Regions from separate parts of the Mus musculus genome. Here regions 2 and 3 are each linked to region 1. A link is a contact called in public HiChIP or PLAC-seq data. All regions are on one chromosome and are shown on one strand. The core of a region is the stretch at or near the end of the contact, and the rest is flanking DNA. Distances in the headings are between cores, read along the strand shown. Region 1 has its middle 63 kb from the start of Gm29922. Region 2 has its middle 100 kb from the start of Gm40217. Region 3 has its middle 140 kb from the start of Gm40217.

Region 1 (3,734 bases), core at 840-3,339:
AATCAGAATTAGCTCAGATGCATTAGATGGTTGGGCTAGAATAGGCTGTGTTCTGTTTTGCAGCCATGGGACTGATGAATATGCACAGCCAAATCTGTGTGTGTGTGTGTGCGCGCGCGCGTGTGTGAGTGTGTGTGTGTGTGTACACGTGTGCGCATGCATGCTCCTATATGTGTGCATGTGTGGGTGTGTATATGTATGTGTGTGTGCACATGTGTGTGTGTGTGTATGTGGGGGGAGCATATGCACACACATGTGCATAGATGCATGTCTTCACTCTAGAATCCAGGTGAATATTGAAGGGTTTATTTGGACCTTTACCGTGTACGAATATCTCACCATTTTCCATTAAACCCTTCAGAGTTGATAATTTTCTTTCCTTTTGACACTTTATTTATCATATATTTACTAGTTACACATTTGTGGATCCCAAACTTCATATAAGTGTTTGGCAATCCTGCAAATAGATACAGTTAAAGAAACTAGTGTTCAGGGAGAGCCAGCGCCTAAGGTTGTAGAGCGAGTGAGGGGATGGTTTTCTGTGATCTGAACTTAAGTCTTTGTGTAGCTGCCCATTTGAAATGGATTCTTATTTGAGAGCCAGCTAATAAACACAGGCTCTTAGAGCCAGTCATTTGATCTACAGGGTCTACCTACCAAGTTCATGTGAGAGTTATTCACCAAGTTTCTAGCATGCAGTTTTCCAAATTTTGGGGAAGAGCCTTGTGTTTGGTTTCTCTTTCCTACCATTCAGTGAGCCTGAAGTTTTGAGAAGACAGGTGGCCTAAAACCACATACTGTGAAGCAAAACACTCTTAGGTACTGGAGGTTGAATTCCCAGCCTTAAGCTTCCTCCCTCTGGGGAGCCATGCAAATCCACAGAAAAACAGAACATAAAATAACAAGTTTATTAATGGCTGAACAAGCCCGGAAAACCACACTGCAAAGCAGAGGTTGTTGTATCCTGGATCTAGATTTGAGACTGTGAGCTCAGCTTTGCCGAGGAACATGTTTGGATTGGTGAAGCAGAACCCAAGTTCACCTAAACAACTGTAAGAACAAGGATGGCTTCCTGAGTCAGTCAAGTTAGGGAGGGATAACTGCTGGGTGTCTCTCACCAGATGCCTGTGGCAGGGAGACAGGAAATGGGCAACAGGAAGTGCTCTGTAGACAGATGTGTCGAAGATAACAGTCCACTGAAGTGTGTGTGTGTGTGTGTGTGTGTGTGTGTGTGTGTGTGAGAGAGAGAGAGAGAGAGAGAGAGAGAGAGAGAGAGAGAGAGAGAGCTCTTCCCCGTGGCATAGGAAATAGATTAGGTCATGCTACACTTCTGAGGAGTATGCCATTGCCACTAATGATCTAGCTATCAGGACTATCCAAAGGCTGTCTAACGAGGTGGACAATTGCTTTTCTTCTTCAGTTCCCGGTGGAGCTACCAAGGACAAGCATGTAGTCATAGACATTCATTCACTGTCAAGGCTGAGGTATGGGGTGAGCCATTGGTGGAGATGTATTCTTCCTCCTTTGTAGTAAGTCAAGTTCTGTATTAGCAGAAGACATGATTGCCCGGAGGCAACAGCTTCCATTCCACCAATATATATGAGAACTTATCTCACCAAGGTGACAGGCTGCTGAACAGTGTGGACCTGGCTGTCCTTTGTCCCTCTCAGAAGGAGCTGACATTCTAGTTGAAGAGATAGTCAGAAACTACCAATTAAAGAGATAAACAGAGAAAACAGTGGGGGAGTTTCAGTTAAAGGTCTAACAGAACAGAATAATGTTGGGAGAGACCATTCCATACAGCATGGCCAAGGAGAACCTCCTCTACAGACAAAACTTAAATTGTAAATTAGTGTTAAAATAGCATGAGAGCAGAGGGAGGAAATGACAACATCTCTGGCTGGGAAATTTAAGTCAGTTGAAGTGACTTTACTCATAGCCATCCAGCAGGCCATCAGCAAGCTCAGACTAAAATCTGGGGCCAGAAATGTTTCTTCTGTTTAAGGCTTTTATCTTGCTAGGGTCTTGGATCACTTCTTTTGGATCAAATGGCCTAGTGGTGGTGGGGGATAGCTGTCTTCAGAGAGTCAACCTTTACATTTTGAAAGAAGCAGCAGAGGTCAGGAAAAGAAAACACTTGTCATGCAAAAGGGCTCTTTAAAAAGACAATGCAAAATTTAAATCACACCTGTGAGTTTAAGCTTCAAGCACTTTCCCCTTTGCTGTAAGTTTGGTTACTCCACAGACTTGTGAGCCAACAGATGGACAATGATTCAGAGACTGGAAAGCACATGCTAGAAATTATCAGATACCTGATGTTTTCTCTCTCTCTCTCTCTCTCTCTCTCTCTCTCTCTCTCTCTCTCTCTCTCTCACACACACACACACACACACACACACACACACACACACTTGCACTTGCACACGTGCGCGCACACACACGGGGGGGGGGGGGAGGGAGGGAGAAATGGCCATTTCACTCATTTACCTTTAGAGAATCTCTTTCCCCACCCCCTTTCTCTGGAAATTGGAAACAAAAGTGGCTTGGTTCCGAGGTGGCGAGAGCTCCTACAGTATGCTCTTTTCTCGTCTGCCTTTTATCTCTTCCAGGGACAATCAGATGCCAGAAATGTGTCACTTCAAGCAGTCCTGCACATTTCATGAAACATCTTATTTGGATAAAACTTAAATTATTACCACACCAGTTTCTGCACACTCCCCGCACCCCGATCTTTTCCAAGAATAGCCGTAACCAAGCCTGACAAACTACTGATTTCACCAAAGCAATTGCAATGCCTGTTAGACATCAGAGCCAACTGGATGAGGCGGACCAAAATCACAGCAGTGCTTTAGAGAGATGTCCCTGAGATCTGAGACACAGAGAGGCCTTCCTCCAGGCGGTCTTCACACATGGGCTAGCAGATCGATAAAGAGCATCTGGGCATAGGAAGTATGTAGCATCCCCCCTCATTTTGCTTTTTGCTGATGTCTCTTCAGCCAATGTCAATGATGAGGCAGAGCTCTGGACATTGGAGTCTTATGACCACTAGACTGTCTAGGCATAGATACAATCAAGTCAATGACCAGTGATGGTATCCGGGGTTGGAGCAGGGAAGCATACAATGTGAAATACAGAGGCACTTACCAACAGAGAAGAAACAGAACAATACCATTCGGCGGCGGAGAAGAAAAGGAACCTTGTGCCTCAGGACCATGGACCAGGTGGCATGTGAGTTGGTCCTCTACAGATAGTGAAGACGACATAATAGGCCTGTGGATGGGTAGAGAAGCGTTTTTTCATTATCAAGAAAATGGTGGTTGGTAGCATCCAGGTTCAGGGAGTGTGAGAATGAAGGAATAAGGAAGAGTCTTTGGGAAATAGAAATACCCAGGTGCCTGGTACCCACAGGACAAGATAAAGGCAGCCATGATGGTAACACGGAGAGGGAAAGCTGGTGTGGTGAGAGCCTGGATTCAAAATGGGTCCCCTGCTCTCAATTTAGGGTGTAATCTTGAACATTTCTGTTTGCCCTTCTGAGTTTCATGTTTGTCATCAGCCATGAGGAGAAGGATGCTTGCCATCCAGTGTGGCAATCTTAATGCTGAGATGTAAAAGGTATTAGAGAGATGCTTGGCTCAAAGTAACTGCTCAGAACATTTGGAAGCCCTGTTTGGCTCTCATGGCAAAATGCTAGAAGCTGTTAGGATGCAAAGCCAAACAGGGCTGATCTTAGC
Region 2 (3,734 bases), core at 441-2,940, 480 kb after region 1:
CGTTAGGATTGTCTTTGTATTGTGCACTCTGTGGATTTTTTGACAACTAGGTGTCAGGCATCCGCCATTGCAATGTCTTCCAGAATAGTTTTATTGTCCCTTATTCTGGCCTCTTGACCCCTCACCCAACTACAGTCTGTCACCGACATTCATACTGTCTTTATGGTATGTCTACCAAGACATATGTCATCTTGTGAGAAACATATGGCATGGCACGCAGCATTGCAGATTGGCTTCTTTCTCTTAGCCGTATGCATTTACATTCCACCCCCACCCCCGTCTCCCATTGCTTAAGTTTTGATTAGGAGGAGAGGTCTTCACTCAAAGCTGAATGAGGGTTCTCTAAGGAAGCTGAGCGAAGAATCTTTGGCCCTTTGTTCTTGTGCTCTGGAGAGCTCTGCACCTTTGCCCTTAAAACTTGATTTCCTGCTCTAGAAAAAGTCCCACCCCTAAGGCATCTGGCCTCTCAACCGTGACCCTTTTAAAATGCAAATATTCTGAGATCCCTGTAGGAGTTTCAGGAGTGGACCCAGGGCGTTTTCCTGCAGGAAGAGGCCATCATCTGTCCCCATAGCCCCTTGCCTAGAGATGGGACTCTGGAGAGCGGAAAGCAGAAAGGTAGATGACAGGGAATTCCTTACCCACGTCTTCTAGCTGGAGGTTCAAATAGTTTCAGTGGTCACACTTCATGAAGCAAGAACAACCACAAAAATCAGAACACAGCAAAAGGTCTTGTAAATTTCATCCATGAACATACATGACTTGACCATATTTAATTTTTAGTGATAACTTTTACCAAAAAAATAGCAGTTAAAGATCCTCAGAACTTTTAATTTATCAGCACTTATTTATTTACTGAGCACCTAAGAATTTATGATCCTGTGCAAGTACAAAGTAGTGTGACCTCAAGATAAAGCAGATGGATACGTGTTTCTGCCCTGCTCCATCAAGGAAGGCTTCCCGGAACAATGGAACTTGATCATGGAGGTGGAGGATGACCTAGATGGGAACATGACACACTAGAGAGGACCTGGGTTGCTGACAGTGGGACTCTATTCTAGAAAGAGTGAGCAGCTCTGTTGGGCTCAGAAGAGGGCATTCTTTAGAAGTGGGGCCTGGGCACTCCCAGGTCTATGGCAGGAAGTATAGCCTGCAAGAACATGGAGCTGGGCACTCCAGTTCTGTAGCTAGGAACCATCGCCTTCGAGGATGTGGGCTAGGCACCCAACAGGACAGATTTCAGTTTACCTCTCTTCCCAGGCCCAGCCTTTCCTGAAGTGTAGTCCCTGAACCCTTGTCCCAAACCCCTGTTGTAAGTTCTTAGAGCATTTAAGGACTTCCTTCTTCCGGCCCGAGTCCTTGGCTGCTGTGATCTTCATTGTCCCCCTTAAGGAACAACTTTATTCTCATTTCTGAAGGTCAGACAATAGAATTCTTGTGAGAGGTCCTTCTCTGGAACCAGACAACAAGGCAACCTTGCCTCAGCCTGAGGAGGAGTGGGTGGGGCAGCATTTCCTTCCTGGAAATCAGTTTGCCTGCACTCTGGCTCCCCACCCTGCTGCTCTGACCACTGCCTTGTCCTGCCAGGACCCTATCCCCCCACCCCTACCCCCACCCCCATTCCTGATTACCCAGCAGCTACTCCTCAGCCCTGTCCTTGGTGACGGTTTTCCACATTAAAGGTCAGACTCTTGGGTGACTCAGCTGTTTTGTCAAACAGCTCCCCCATGCTTTCCAAGTCAGGGAAGGCTTGGGTCTGCAGAGACTACATAGAAATAAATCAGCAAACAGGTGCCTGTAAGCATAGTCTTTTAATCTGTCTTTCTCCTGACTGCCTTCATGTGTCTATGAACACACCATACACACACTCACACACACACACACACACACACACACACACACACACACACACACACACGGGAGGGGGAAAGAGGGTACTTGGTCCTCTTATTACTTGTGCTCACCCCACTACCTTCCCATTACTCATCATTCTTGACCCTGCTCCACCCCCACCCCCACCCCATGCCCCAGCCAGTTCTCACACCATCAGGGACCTGAAGGCTACCTGTGGTAGAATGAAAACACCAACACCTTGAAATCAGAAAGAGTTCAAATGACAGCTATAGCAACTGTTGTACTAATCTGTGTAAGGTATCACTCTCTCTCTCTCCTCTTCTCCCTCAGCCCAAGTCCAGAGATTTAAAGAAAAAGGAAAGACTTTCCCTGTGGATTGAACTACTCAGCTCATAAGTAACTTAGAACAGTGGCTGCAACAAAGTGTTATCATAGTGTATATGTCGGGTCGTCCCTTAAAGCCAGACTGCCCATGAAGACCATAAGGAGGCAGAGGGAAGAGAAAGGGCTCCTGCTTCAGTGGGAAGATAAAGAGAATTAATGGGTTTGACAAAATCTAGTCACTAGACTCCTATAAATCAATCTATCCTCCCTCTCTTCCTTTAATTAGCAAATTTCTCCACATGAACCAAATGGGAGAGTCCTGTCTTCCATGCACACTATGGGCTGAATTTCCCAGCCTTCTTTGAATCTAGCAGTGGCCATACAGTGGAACATAAATAAAGTAGGGGAAGACAGTCTCGTTCTCGGGTCACTTTCTAAACAGAGAAGCAGAGGAGGAGGAAGACGAGGAAGACAAGGAGGGGGAGAGGAAAAAGTTGTTCCCCTTGCTTTCTTTTGCTCTTCCCTTTAGCTAAGGATGGGTTGATAATTTCCTTGAAAGTAGACAGGGAAGCCACGTTTCATATGACAAACTTCTAGAGTGTTGCACGAGGGCAAAAGCACATCTGTTTGATTTAGGTCCTGTCGTTGAATGAGCCCAAAATAGCAGCGTAGTTAGCCTCCGACTCATTTCCAGTGAGACCTCCCCCAGTGGTTTTCAACAGATCAGCAAAGCTCTGTTTCCTTTGTTGCCTCTGGCCCGATTCTGACAATGTCTGTCTTACCTAAGACTGTGTCCCTTCCCACCTGGCCCTGGGTCTCCAGTCAGTCCTCACCCCAGCCCAGGACAATTTCAGGAGCAGTAACAAAACTTTCTACAGTAGGTACATGTTTCAAATTGTTACACTCCTAGCACAGTGTGCTGTCACTTCTATTAGCATGGAATATTGCCACTAAGGAGACCTAGATAACAAGAGCGCCCATCAGGGTAGCTTTTGCTCATTTTCTTCTTCAAATGTCTCATTTAGTTTTCGACACTTGATTGCAAATCATGCTCTAGTACCCAAAGAGTGTTCTTCTGGGACCATTTCAGGATCTTTTATGAGAGGCAGGAACCTGTTTCACAATGTCCCATCAAGACACACAATAGAGTAAGAAAGTCCCCCCAAAATAAAACTGAATCCCCTTGGGAAGTAAGAAATCAATACAGGGAAACTAAACAATGGCAAATACCTACTCTACCATCTATGTATCCAGACTTGTAACTCCAGCCAAAAATGCTGTACTCTGCCCTGAACAGGGCTGAGACTAGAGAAGTAAGCAAGCTGCCTAAGGTATAAAATTTAAGGAAACAGGGTCTCATGTGCTGACCCTGTACTAAAGGGACCCTGAAAGAATCATTAAATTTAGTTCACTATGTGACTGCTTGCCTTCCCCTGATCCTGACCCTTGACCTGAAGCCTATGTATCATCCTTGAATCAACTGGAAAAGTTGATAGGCTTTGAAAGTTCATCATGATTAAAATCCAACTAATTATCCTCCTGTCCCTAATCTCATC
Region 3 (3,734 bases), core at 648-3,147, 450 kb after region 1:
CTAGGGATGCAGAAGAAAATAAAACTATCCATGATGGTGCAAATGAATAATAAGGAAGTTAATTTAACACAAAACAGATGCAGTGGAGAAAAAAAACGTATGGATAATTAGAAGTGATTAGAGGTTGCCTTGCATGCTGGGGAATTAGATGGTACCCTAAAAAAATCTTTTTTTGGAGGTCTGTATTACAAATCATCAAAGGAGCAAACATTCAAGGGAAATAAGAAAATGAGTAGATGCATACCTGGCTGGATAGGAAGCATGTCTAAGCAGAAGATACATACATTTCTAAGCAGAAGACCCAAATGTGGTAGCAATGGTGGTGATTCAACTTACAGATAATGCTTGTCTACACAGTACAATAACATGAACATTTTCACTACAAACTCATGTTAAAAAGCCTACCCTCACCCCATTATTAGGATGTGTAGTTTTTGGAGGGCTGTTAAGCCATGAGGGTAGAGCCCTCACAGATCGAATTGATGACCATCTACAAGGCATATCAGAGTGCTCTCTTGGTACATATAAGACTACAAGAAGCAACTGGCTGACTGCAACTTGAAAGACGGTTCTCCACAAGAATCAGATCATGCTGCCAGCCCTGCCTGTATGTCACCTAGGTTCAAAAACTTTGAGCAATGAATGAATAGTCTTTAGAAGCCAGCCAGTCTATGGCACTTTGATGCAGCAGCCATGAGTGACTAAGATACTCAGAGTGGTACATTTTAGGATCAAGTCTGTGACAAGTGTCAGAGCATAAGTGAAGATGTGGTGGTAGCAGATGAGACAGGGGGTGAGGTCACTGTGATAACTGGTCTCCTCGCTTTGAGAGATGAGAATCTATTAGAGAGTTGATCAGATGGGATCGAGCAGCACATGTCTCCAAGTGTTCTGTGTTGAGAAAGTGGAAAGGGGAAAGAAGGAATACCCAGACAATCAGACAATCGTCAGTACACACAACAGTGCAAGGTGGCTTAGGCTGGGCTGCAGCGCTTGTGGGATGAGAGGCAGAGGAGTTAGGATATAATTTGAAATCAATTGACAGGTTAAATGCAGAGTGCAATAAAAAGCGAAGATGCAGGACAGGCAGCTCATTTACAGGGCTGAGTAATTTGATGAAAGGAATTGTTGTTGATTTAAATGGGGAAGACTAAGAAAAACAGATCTTGTCTGGGATCAGGGGAATTCTGTTGTGGAAAAGTAAGGTTGGGGGTTGTTTCAGTATCTGAGAGATGTGACACTGGCAATTAGAAAGAAGACACCAAAGTTCACCAAAGAGATACAGGAGAGGCAGGAACAGACATTGAGGACTTGTCAGCATGCCCACAGCATTTCAGCCCATAAGACTAGATGAGAACATCAAAGGGGGTGGAAACAAGGTCGATGGGGAACTGGAGCTGAACCCAGGCGGGTTCAATTTTAAGAAATCAGAAGTTTGTGAGCAACTAACACAAAAGAAAAGTAACCAGTGAACTGGGAAGAAAGCCAAGGGAGGATGGTGAAAGGCCAAAAGAAAGGATCCACTGTGTCAACACATGGACCAAAGAAATGCAGACAGACCATTAACCTTGGGTTTAACAATGCAGAAATCCATGGGCTGTCTGGTGGGGGGTGGGGAGCCTTGCAAAGAATGGAGTGAGAGCCTGACTGGAGGAAGGGTTTACAAAGACAAAAGGGTAGGATGGATGGCCTAGTATACATAGATGGTTCACCTGTGGCCAGCCCAGTTTGTACTCAGAATCTAAAATTATAAGACACCAGTCTGGCAAATAACTTACTTAAATGTTCTAAGCAGAGACAACTTGTTCCAAGCATCTATTAGCTCACTACACCCAACCATTCATCCGCATATCTATGCAAATCTCCTGTCCAGCGTTTGAATGTCAATGATGATGTTGCACAACCACACTTTACCTGGGGAGAAGAAGTGTACACATCCCCAGATAGGGAGTCCACAACAGAGCAAAGTACAGATATCACAAGAGGCCAACTTGGTGAGCCAGTGAGTTTTATTGAGGCCACTTACAGTAATGTGGATGCGGTTTAACTTACTGGGGAAGGATGGCTTGAAGACAGCTGTCTCACCAAAGCCTATCCCAGCCTCTGGAACACACTGCACAACCTGCAGGCAGCCTAACAGGGTGGAAAGTATCTTTTTAAAAGAAGCTTAGTTGAGCTGAACCTCTTTTAGGCAGCTTGGCTGGTTTTGGTTTCTTTTAGCTAGTTGGTCTGGTCTCAGAGCTTGGTTTGTCTGGGAATCTTTAGAGTCAAACTCTAGTTTTTGCTTTTGTTCGTTTGTTTTGTTTATTTGTTTGTTGTTTTGGTTTGGGGTTTTTGTTTTGTTTTGTTTTTGTTTGGGTGATGGTGGGTTTTTTTTCCCAGTTGGTTGTTTAGATTGTTTTGTTTGCTTATTTGTTTGTTTTGTAGTTTTTATTATTTACTCTATCCCAGAGGGGCCTAGAGTATCTGGTCAGTTTTAGGGACTTGAAGCTATTTCAGGTTTTTTTTTTTTTAATCTCTCTGTTTAAGGGGCTTTCTGTAGGATGAAATGTTCTCATCGCTACAGAAGTTGTTACACAGTAAACGGTCAGATCTCTTCCAGTCCAGAGCCAAAGCCTGGAGAGTTCACACTGGGATGATCATTCTCAACTAGGCTATGCGGAAGAATCTCCTAAAAGTACAAAGCTTATTCCCCAACAATCTTTGGGAAGGTTCATGAGAGTTTTTTTTCTGTCCTATAACTCATCATGTAGACCAGGCTGTCCTCAGATTCAGAGCCCCATCTGCCTTTGCCTCCTGAGTGCTGGGATTAAAAGCATACATCGGCGCCACCCAGTTTTTTAGCAACAATCTTACTTCAACAAATCTCTGTCTCCTCCAAGAGTATCTCCTGCAGGGTCAGGGTCAGGGTCAGTGATTGATTAGGACCGTTGCCCTAATTAAGGAGGCAGCAACAAAACAGGTCAGTCTTGTGAAACTGAGTATAGGCTCAGCTTCAGTCATCTCTCCACAACTTTTCTCCCTGTCCATCTCTCTGTCGATACGATAACTCAAAGGGCCATTGTCTTTATCTTGACCCATGGGAATTGCTTTCCATGAGGTTTCTCTGCATCTGAGCCTGTCCCTTCCCATCTATATTCTTAAATGCTATCAACTTATTCTTCTCAGCTAGTCATGGGCTTCCTTTAAATATTTCTGATGTGCTGGGCAGTGGTGGCGCCCACCTTTAATCCCAGCACTTTGGAGGCAGAGGCAGGCAGATTTCTGAGTTCGAGGCCAGCCTGGTCTACAAAGTGAGTTCCAGGACAGTCAGGGCTATACAGAGAAACCCTGTCTCGAAAAACAAAAAAAGAAAAAGAAAAAAAAAAATTCTGGTGCGGTTTATTGGCTTGAGGTTAAGACTCAAAGTCATGTTGCAATGGTCCCCAAGAGCTGTTCTGCGTGTGAGTGGATAGATGGAAGGCTGTGGGTAGATGGTCCACCTGTTGAGCCACACAGAGAATGAGCCACAAAGCAGGGCGATATGATCTCCAATGGTTGAGTTTCTAAGTGTCATCAGAACTTGAGGGATTTTCACCTTTAGAAGTGTAAGGAATCACTTCCCAGTTGACATGTTCTGTGGAGAGCCGTGAGCAATTGCCATCATGAGCCTCCGCTGTGCCTAACTGGTAAACAAGTAATGTGCGCAGGTGCAAGAGTAAATTCGTGCCAAGTCACTGCCCATCCCGGGGCGT

The links. HiChIP or PLAC-seq counts read pairs in DNA pulled down with a chosen protein or histone mark.
Region 2: an H3K27ac HiChIP or PLAC-seq map of embryonic stem cells shows a contact between it and region 1, with 4 times the contacts expected there. The contact joins two enhancer-like sites. A contact is called at or near these places in 1 of 15 datasets of contacts at CTCF or cohesin (the NIH/3T3 cell line), 2 of 115 datasets of contacts at active chromatin or transcription factors (both in embryonic stem cells) and 1 of 9 other capture datasets (embryonic stem cells).
Region 3: an H3K27ac HiChIP or PLAC-seq map of embryonic stem cells shows a contact between it and region 1, with 4 times the contacts expected there. The contact joins two enhancer-like sites. A contact is called at or near these places in 1 of 15 datasets of contacts at CTCF or cohesin (the NIH/3T3 cell line), 2 of 484 Hi-C or Micro-C datasets (both in uterus), 5 of 115 datasets of contacts at active chromatin or transcription factors (embryonic stem cells, fibro-adipogenic progenitors and stem cell-derived neural progenitor cells) and 1 of 9 other capture datasets (embryonic stem cells).

What each region holds. Positions count from the first base shown.
Region 1 is chr4:105,906,841-105,910,574 of GRCm38.p6, reverse strand. No RefSeq gene overlaps it. Among named protein-coding and RNA genes, the nearest start is that of Gm29922, 63 kb to the right of the region's middle. Within about 2 kb of position 2,089, at least 22 of the 459 cell types and tissues checked have an H3K27ac peak or open chromatin away from gene starts, as enhancers often do. A contact at or near this core is called in embryonic stem cells, where this site is marked.
Region 2 is chr4:105,421,772-105,425,505 of GRCm38.p6, reverse strand. No RefSeq gene overlaps it. Among named protein-coding and RNA genes, the nearest start is that of Gm40217, 100 kb to the right of the region's middle. Within about 2 kb of position 1,690, at least 18 of the 459 cell types and tissues checked have an H3K27ac peak or open chromatin away from gene starts, as enhancers often do. A contact at or near this core is called in embryonic stem cells, where this site is marked.
Region 3 is chr4:105,458,379-105,462,112 of GRCm38.p6, reverse strand. No RefSeq gene overlaps it. Among named protein-coding and RNA genes, the nearest start is that of Gm40217, 140 kb to the right of the region's middle. Within about 2 kb of position 1,897, at least 15 of the 459 cell types and tissues checked have an H3K27ac peak or open chromatin away from gene starts, as enhancers often do. A contact at or near this core is called in embryonic stem cells, where this site is marked.